Linked DNA regions of Rattus norvegicus: region 1 is linked to region 2. The links are chromatin contacts, called in public Hi-C maps. All regions are on one chromosome and are shown on one strand. Each heading gives the region's core, a stretch centred on a gene start, on an enhancer-like site or on the middle of the called end of the contact. The rest is flanking DNA. Distances are from core to core; before and after follow the strand shown.

What was found. Hi-C and Micro-C count contacts between places; a contact is called where the count stands out from the background.
Region 1: a Hi-C map of Schwann cells shows a contact between it and region 2, with 4 times the contacts expected there. The contact joins the promoter of Srgap1 here to the promoter of Kics2 in region 2. A contact is called at or near these places in 5 of 12 Hi-C or Micro-C datasets (the A7r5 cell line, Schwann cells, frontal cortex and 2 more).

Annotation. Positions count from the first base shown.
Region 1 is chr7:59,476,543-59,480,819 of GRCr8, reverse strand. It overlaps Srgap1 (SLIT-ROBO Rho GTPase activating protein 1), which reads left to right and starts at 1,295. Exons shown (of 22, transcript NM_001191784.2): 1 at 1,295-1,361. The coding sequence starts at 1,295.
Region 2 is chr7:59,167,358-59,171,958 of GRCr8, reverse strand. Kics2 (KICSTOR subunit 2) reads right to left here and starts at 2,256. Exons shown (of 3, transcript NM_001109287.2): 1 at 1,994-2,256. The coding sequence starts at 2,228.

The DNA of each region.
Region 1 (4,277 bases), core at 46-2,545, 310 kb before region 2:
AATGTCGCCAACTAAGAGAAGAGTCTAAGCCTCTCTCCGGTCTTTACATCTCTCAGTGTAAACACTCTGGCCATCGGATACCCCTTTGCCAGAATCACTTTGATAAATCAGGACCCCAGCGTTTGGAAATTATTTGAAGGAGCCAGGAAAAGTAAACCCAGCCGAACGAAGTCTAGCAACATCTTAAATGTGACAGACTCCTAGCACACCACTTTGCCCCCTGACATCCTAGAACCTGAGCAGGGACAAGAGAGGCCTGAGAGTGTTTAAGATGTCCTCCCTGCCTCGAAGGTAGAGTTTCATCCTCTTAGATTTTCAACAGGCAGGCCCTTCATAACCCAACGTTCAGTTTTCCTCTTGGAGTACAGTGTCTTGGATTCTATTAGGGTGATATCCAACTCTAGACTTCGACCACGGGGGACACCCATCCTCCCGGGCGAGCTCAGAGCGGGGGAGGGGCCAGGGCCAGGACAAGGAAGAGATCGTCCCAGGAACTCCTTCCCCTTGGGCGACAGAGCCCCGCCTTGCCTAAATCCTCAGGACCCGCAGCACAGGTTCTCCTTGCAGGCAAGGTCTGGGCTCGCAGTGGGCGGGGGCGCGGCTCCGGGTGCGCGTGTAGCCGCGGCCGCCAGGGGGCAGCAGCGGCCAGTGGGCGGCGGAGAAAGAGCCGAGGCGCCGGCGACCGAGGCAGCGGAGGACCCTCGCGGCGCCGGCTCCAGATCCAGATCCGCCAACTCCGCCGGGCTGACCGGGGCGCGTCCGAGCCTCGCCGCCGCCGCCGCCCTTCGGGTCCCGCCGATCGCACCCGCGTGAGAACCGCCATCCCTTCGGCCTGCCGGGCGGCGGCAGCGGCGGCAGCATCCCAGCCCCGGGCGCCGGCAGGAAGGGAGGCGGCGGCGGCCGGCGGGGCGCGACCCCCGCGCGGGTCTCAACAATGGTGCGCGGCGATCGCGCGATCCCCGCGTCCGCCCGGCGGCCGTAGAGGAAGCGGCCGGGAGACGCCCCCCGCCCCCCACTCGCCCGACTTTGCACGGCCGGCCTCGCGGGCTGGGGCTCCCGCTCGCCAGCGCCCAGGGCGGCTCAGCCCAGAGCATGGTGCCGGCGCCCGGCTCGCTCTAATCGCTCCTCTCCCTCCTCCTCCTCTCGCTCCTCCCGTCCCTCCTGTCCCTCCCGCGGGTGCTGCCTCTGGCTTCTCTGCGAGAGGGAGTACAACTCTCTGCTCCTCCACGGAGACTGGACGGTGACCACCCGACAAGAACTTGCCCATTGAAAGCAAGCCCGGAACAGCCGGAGAATGTCCACCCCGAGCAGATTCAAGAAGGACAAAGAGATCATAGCCGAGTATGAAAGTCAAGTCAAAGGTAAGGGTGGGAGCGGCCGCCTCGCTCCTTTTGTGTGCTTGCTTGTCATTGTGCTCCTGGAGTTCCGTGTGTAACTTGGTGTCTGCGTGGGCGGATGGTGGGTAGGGGACAGTTCTGCTCCTGGCTAATCCCCCAGGGCCTCCTCTAAGCCAGTCCTAACCTGATCGGACCCACCGGTACAGGCTACCAGGTGGCTTCCCCAGGCTGGAGCTCCTGTCTCCCAACAGGCTGGAACTTAATCACCTTCAGCTGGCGATTTACTGGGGACGGAAGGCAGCGCCCAGAGTTCCTGCCCAGTTGTCATATCATCACCATCCTTTTTATGGGAAATCATTGTCACAGCATCCCCCTCACCCCCCACCCCCACCCCACGGAGTCATTTTGTAAAGTGTGAATACTCAGTGGTCGAGCGTTTCATTGAGTGAAGGCTGTTTCAGACATGCACGCTTTCCCCCGGGTTAATTTAGTAGGGCGAGTCTTGCTTTTGTAAAAGAGCTCTCTCCAAGCCCTGGCAGTTAAACCTCCAGCGACTACTGGAATCTGACTCCTCCTTGATAGATGGAATCCGGTGCCATCCTTCACACTCACGGGAGGATATTGCTTTATCATTTGCTGGGGAGCACTTGCATATGAAATGAAGGCTTGAATATATGAGTAAGTAGTTTCAGTCCCTTCACATAGTCAACTAATGGAGGCGACCTCATTAAGGTTGATTAAGCCTTTTTTTTTTTAACTTTTTGTGTTTCGTACTTTAAAAATATTGTTTTTTCCCTCCAATTCAAGTGTTTTGTTTTGCACGGGAGTGTTTGATAAACATCTATGAGTGCTGCCCCGCCCCCACCCCCCTGTGTGGTCTCCGCATTTCCTGATGAAGACAATGGATGGGTGTGAGGATCTCTGGCGTTCAGTGGTGCATTTAATGCAAAGTTCACGTAGATTGCTGTATGGACACCTGCACTTACAGAGAGTTTTGTGACAGGGCTGCTGAGCTGACATGAACAGTGAGTGCTTGCCTTAGGGAAGCCTGGAGCCTCGGTGGGTGTCCTTTTGTATGGTGAAGTTGTGAAAATCCCTGGAGTCCTGTAGAGGACCTGGGGCTGGGGAATTCTGGGTCACCTGAGCAGGAGGGTGACTCAAGACCAAGTCCCAGCAAACTCCACTGGAGTTCAGGCTGACCTTTATAGGGGAGTTAGGCTGAGCATTTGTTGAATCTCAGTTTCTTTCTGCCTGTCATGTTCATACTTCTAGGAACTCCCAACGTGGATGTCAGAGTTATATTAGCAGAGAAGTTATTATATCCTTAGGTCAGGTAAACTTTCTAATGAGGATAACATGTTTTTCTCCAATGTATGGCCCCAAACCGTTCACAGGCAAGGACTCCTGATAACAACCACCATATCCCTGTGCACGTTGTCCACATAGAAGTGACAATCTGGCTGTCTTACTGCTTGGAGCACCTCCTGGCATTCATTTTCAAAAAGGTCTCCTGATATAGGTGTCTCACTGTAAGCCATTTGCCTGTAATTGGGTCCTTATTTGAAAAAGGACAGGACTCGCAGGGACGAAAGGTTTGAATATTACCTTAATTTCCTTAGGGTGTAAGTTCTGTAATATGAGTATACGCCATCTTTATTCATTAAAGATGAAACGAATGGGGTTTGTTAGAACATATCTATCAAATCCAAAATTAAGGAAGAATTGTGCACCTGGTGTAAGCTATTTCTGAAACAATTCAGTCCACAAAAAGTGGACTTAGTCCTTTCCACTGCCCACACCCAGTTCTTAAGTTTAGGACTTCAGTAAACCTGCCTTTCCCTGCTTGACCTTACCCTGTGGCCAGACTTTAAAACACATGGGCATGCGCGCGTGTACACACACACACACACACACACACACACACACACACACACACACATGGTAGGGGGGTGTCGGGGACTAGGATTTCTCTATTCATATGTAAACATGGTAATTGGCCATTTTAATTCAGTGAGGTCAAACCCAATCAAGATACACCCAGGAGTTCACTTGGGCCCGGGCACAACCTAGAGAGAGAGAAAGTACAGCTCAGGGTGTGCAAAGCCAGCTGTTCTGTGCAGTGAAGCTGACCTAAGACCAGCTCTGGGTTCCCAACGGGATCACTACCTTGCTCCCTCCTGGATGGCTGTGTAGTAGTAGCCTTGCTCGGGCCAGGCCAGCATTTAGATGTATAGTTTTGGAATAACCTACTCTTTTGATTCCAGCTAAGCTACTTCATCTGATACTGAACAAAAGAAGCCCACCTTTCCTGTGGCTGGAGGGAAAGCCTGGCTTTGTTGGATGCATTATGTGTGCTCCCAATGAAGGAATAAAGCCACATGTGAATTCTAGGTGGCTGGGGCCACGGAATGGGTGATTCTGAATCATTCCTATAAGAGGTGATTTTTTTTTTTTCCGCCTTCCAACTTAAAGCCCAACACTCTGTGGGTATTGTTCTTTCTTGCTATCTCCTATTTCCCTGATAACAATTGCAGTTACCTCAGAATTCCTGGGATAGCATGTTGATCTGACAATATAACTCAAGATGGAAGATTTTGATCTCTGGCTGCCTGCAAAGGTGTGAGAACAAGAGTACCTGGGGCTGTCGTCAGTCTCCGGTTATAGTGGGTCATTTCATGTGTGAGGCCATAACTCCATTTAGTTCCATGATTCACATTGGATAGCGCTCTCTCTCTCTCTCTCTCTCTCTCTCTCTCTCTCTCTCTCTCTCTCATGTGGTTTTTCTTATCTAAGATGAATTTAGATTTTTCTCAGTCCCCAGGGTCTTTGATCAAATTAGAGATGTCTTGAAAATTCCTATTAATTGCTTCACAAAATGTTCAAGCTTTTCACATTTTTTTTTCCCTTTGCTGACCTGGTGTGGATGGAATCTTCTTTGCC
Region 2 (4,601 bases), core at 1,007-3,506:
ATTGTTTCATTTTGCTTCACAAAGAATACCACATGAATTCCAAAAAACATGGTAGTGCTTTAAATAACAATTTTTTTTCATTCTCTGGTAATCATATGTACCAATATACAAGCACAAAGACGTTAAATTTTAAATTCTGGAACTCACCTATACTATTACCCGAGCATTTATGTTACAAAGCACTAAAACGTGTCTTTTTTAGAACATTTCCTCAGGAGGGAGATCAGCCCTGGAGCCCTGAGTCATGTTTTCCAGTATGAACTGATACATAGGCTCACCTATGAGACACCTGAGGTTCAAGCAGAACTCGGCACTTTATTTACACAAGGGCTGCTTCACAGAGGCCAAGTCAGAGTCAGTAAAGGACTTCTACATGTTTGTAAACTTGGTGGCCAGTTCTTTTTATACAAAATCCTGGTGCATACAATTCAAACTCAGTGCAGATTTATGTATTTATGTATTTATTTACCACTGGAATTCACAAATATCCTTTAGGAAACCCAATTGACCTTCCTCATTCTCTACATCTGGTTATATATACAATAATATGTACATATATATCAGGGGTGGGTAGAGAAGTTAACGCTACAGCTTTTATCAAATCCCTATGGATGATCTCAAACAACGAAAAAAGTTAAGAATTATGGCATTTGGGTCAATCATCACTTTTCATAGGCAGGAAGCCCAAACCATTCTAAACTACCAGAATATTATCCACTGTCAATATTACAGCTAGAACATAGCCAATTTTCATACACACACACACACACACACACACACACACACATCACAGACATACATGAATATGCATCATATAAATTATAATATATGTACATGCTTTGAATAAAGGCTATGTATACACTCAATCTGATAACTCAAGACAGGCGTTCAGTTTTGAGACCTACCACCTCCCATAAATGCATACCCAGTTCACTACACTGTAGAAAATAGGATTGCAGCACTGTAATAGCAAATGCACATTTGTGCTGCAGTAACACTGTAGAGAGAAAAATATACCAAGAGTGAAACCTCTGACCACTTTTTACCAATAACTAAGTAGCAATTATTTGAGAAGCTACAGACCTTATGATCTCAGAAAGCCCTTACCCTGGAGTGTTTACCAAACGCTCAGTATTCATTAAGCTAACTGCAACAGAAGGTGATCAACTCTATATGTAATGTATGCTCTCTTTTATGCCAGAGACGTGAATCCTTCATTCATGAAAGGCCCTCAAACTTTCAACAACTAAAGGGTCAAGAAGAAAACAAAGTATTGGACTACCCACCCCAATTCTCTGGTAGTCCGCTCTCACTTGCCATTATTATTAAAAGTAACGCTTTGAATGCAATAGCCCTTGACTTTTATGCATTACTTATCAACTAAAAACGGATGGTTCTCGTAGTGATGATCAGTTAAGAGTTTCTGCATCTTATTTTCAGGGTTAAAATTTACATGAGGGCTAGCGGTGTTTACCATCCCCTCCCTTAACTCTTCTCCAGTTAAGGTTTTGCCTTTCCTGCCCCAGGATCCACTCATTCCTTCATTCACTTAACATGCTCTGAAGGACTGAAGAGGGCATCGGACTCCCCTCTGTATAAGAAGCCAGATGAAATTATTTATTAACACACCTAGGTTCCACCGCATGGTTTTGCTCCTCAGGCCGCTGTGAGATCTAACTAGTGAATTGGAACGGGGACATAGAACTTAGTTAACTTGTCAATTATGAAACCAATCCATGCACGGTGCAAAATCGTAAACCCACGGGGTTTGGAGCATGCCCTGCAAAAGGCATCCGCCCATTCCACCTAGGCAGCGATGGCAAAGGCCGGTGGGCGGGGCTTGCGGCAGACTAGGGAAGGAGGGGGACCGGTGGGAGGAGACCTGGGCAGAGTGGAGCCGGCCGCCGAGAGTGACAGGGCACCCAGACCAAGGCAGACCGGGGAGTGCACACCCTCTCCTTCCTCCTCAGGGACAGGGGCGGGGCGGAGGTACCTAGTTTCTGCCCCAGGTAGGTGAGGCTGTGATAGACCTTCTCGGCCGCGGCCAGGTGCGCCAAGGCCGCCAGCAGGGACAGCCAGCTGCCCCCCGCGCTCTTGTTGGCCTCTCGTTCCTTCTCCACATTGTCCTTGGCCTTGTCGTAAGAGAAGATACCCAGGTGAGAGAAGAACGTCTCCAGCACCGCCTGTTCCACCGGCACCGGGGCGGCTAGTGGGATAGACTCCCCCATGCGACCTGCGCGCCAGCTCCACCCACGTGGCTCCGCTCGCACTTCCGGGTTCCGAGGGGACGCGCGTGCGCGGCTGCGTGCGTGCGCGTGCCCGCGGCGGGGCGGGTGAGCTAGCTGGCGGCGGGTAGCTCCAGAGGCTCGCAGAGGGCGTGGCGAAGGCGAAGGGTCTAGAAGGCTCCTGAGCCTAGGATCTCGAGGCCGCGGGAGCCAGAGACCAGCAGCGGATCCCGAAGCTGGTCACCTCCACGCCTCGTGACGTCTCCTACCCTCCAGAGGCCCCTAAGCGGCCATCGCCTTAGCTCAGATGACGTCACGCGGACTTGACGTCAGTTCTTGCGTGGCCATCACAGCCCAAGGCCTTTTCAGCCTTTACACCAACCCACCGAGGTTATTAGATAGAAGCCTGAGAGGAGTTCATGGCTAGTCGCCTAGTTTTCAAACCGACACATGCCATCAGTAAACATACTTGGCCAAGTCAGATCTGTGTGGGGTCGGTCAGCTTCCACAGCTAGAAGATTCTTCAGCTTGCCCATCCATCTCAAACTCCGTGAAGTTTCTTCCTTGCAGCTTCTCAGAGTCAGGAATAAATTCACATCAATCGGTGCTTTTTGTCATGAAGATTCTTCACAAGTTTGACATTTAAGAACACCAAACCACCTCAGCTCACATGTATGCACACTCCTTTAAAGTATTTGACATATAAATATACAAATTAGAGAGCTTCACTGGGATATTTCCACACATGAATGTATCATGCTTTGACCATGTCCATCTCCTGCCCTCTCCCCCTCTTTGATGCAAAAGCAAAAAGTTTATTTTCCGGTGCATCGAAGTTGATCTTCAATTAGTCCCTCAAGGCGAGTGACTAGAAGGCGATGCCCCCTCTCTCACACTCCCCTCTCCAACTTCCTCCCTTCAACTTTCTTCCCAGCCCCTAACAATCCTTCTCACCTATCAAGAGAACATGGTGCAAACCTAGGAAAAATATTTACAAGATATGCCAGATAAAGGGCTAATGTTTTAAGTTTTGGTGGACCAAGATCCTTTTCTAACCAATAAAAACAAGAGGTTATGGATCTGCTGCGATGGCTATGCAGGGAAGGGCACTTGCTGCCAAGCCTGAGGCCCAGAGTCAGATCCTGGAAACCCATGTAAGGAGTACTGAGTCCTGCAAGTTGTCTCCTGACTTCCACATGAGCACACAGGTATACTCACACAAAAACAAATAAGTGTTTGAAAGTCTCAAGAGAAATATAAAACGCAATTTCTATGCCCAATTGAACCATTTGAAGAAATGCAAGCTAAGCTACTATATTCCTTAGGAAGTGAAACTTCTTTTTGCGGAAGGGACTGTGTAGACAGAGTTGGCCTTGAACAGTCTGAGGCCTCTGCCTACTATGTGTCAATGATGCCCAGGCCCAAAATAAGTTTAAAATATTGTTATGTTTTTTCGTAGGGGCATATGTTCACATGAGTGTGGGCAGGTGTGTTAGAGTACACATACCCGTGTGTGCTTTCACATAGAGACCAGATATTATTTCAGGTCTTCCTTAATGTTTCCCTCCCTTAGTCTTTGACACAGGATCTCTCGTTGAACCTAGAGCACACAGACTGTTTAGTTAACTAGCCTATGAGCTTTAGGGATCCACCTGTCTTTGCCCACCCAGAGCCCAGATTTAAACATTTGCCCCAAGTCCAGCTTTTGTGGGGATCTGATTTTAGGTCCTTACACTTGCATAGCAGTTGCTTTATGGACCGAGCCACCTCTCAACCCTGTGTGCACACTCCCCAAACTAGTTTTCAAGGGATGCTAACTATACTGTGCAGGTACATATGCTAAATATACCGTGCAGGTACTCTTACTATGCGCTGCAGATGGGAATATAACCTGGCTTGACATCTCTAGATTACAAATAGAGGGACCTATATCAATATGCGGGTGTACATTCGCTACAGTGTTGAGTGTGTAAACAGCACCCAGTGCATTAGATCAGAGCAAGCAGAATATTACTCGTCTTATGAGTGAAAGCGTCTACCCTTTATCCAATGTGACCACTCCTCCCAACCTCTGACCGCTTGTAATTTCCATTCTGCTGTTTCTTGAAGTTCACCTGTTTTAGATTGTCCATGCAAATGAGATGATACAGTACTTACCTTCCTATTCCTGGCTTACGTTACATAGCTTGTCCTCTTACAGGTTCATCAAGGCGGCCGCACAGGTGGCCAGGTTTCCTTTTAATGACTAATATCCCATTGTGTGACTGCACCACAGTATCCTTCCCTGTTCATTCGTGACTGTGCATTTATGTTGTTCCTTTGTCTTGGCTATGGTAAATAATGCTACGGAGGGCACAGGGTTACGGGTATCAAAGT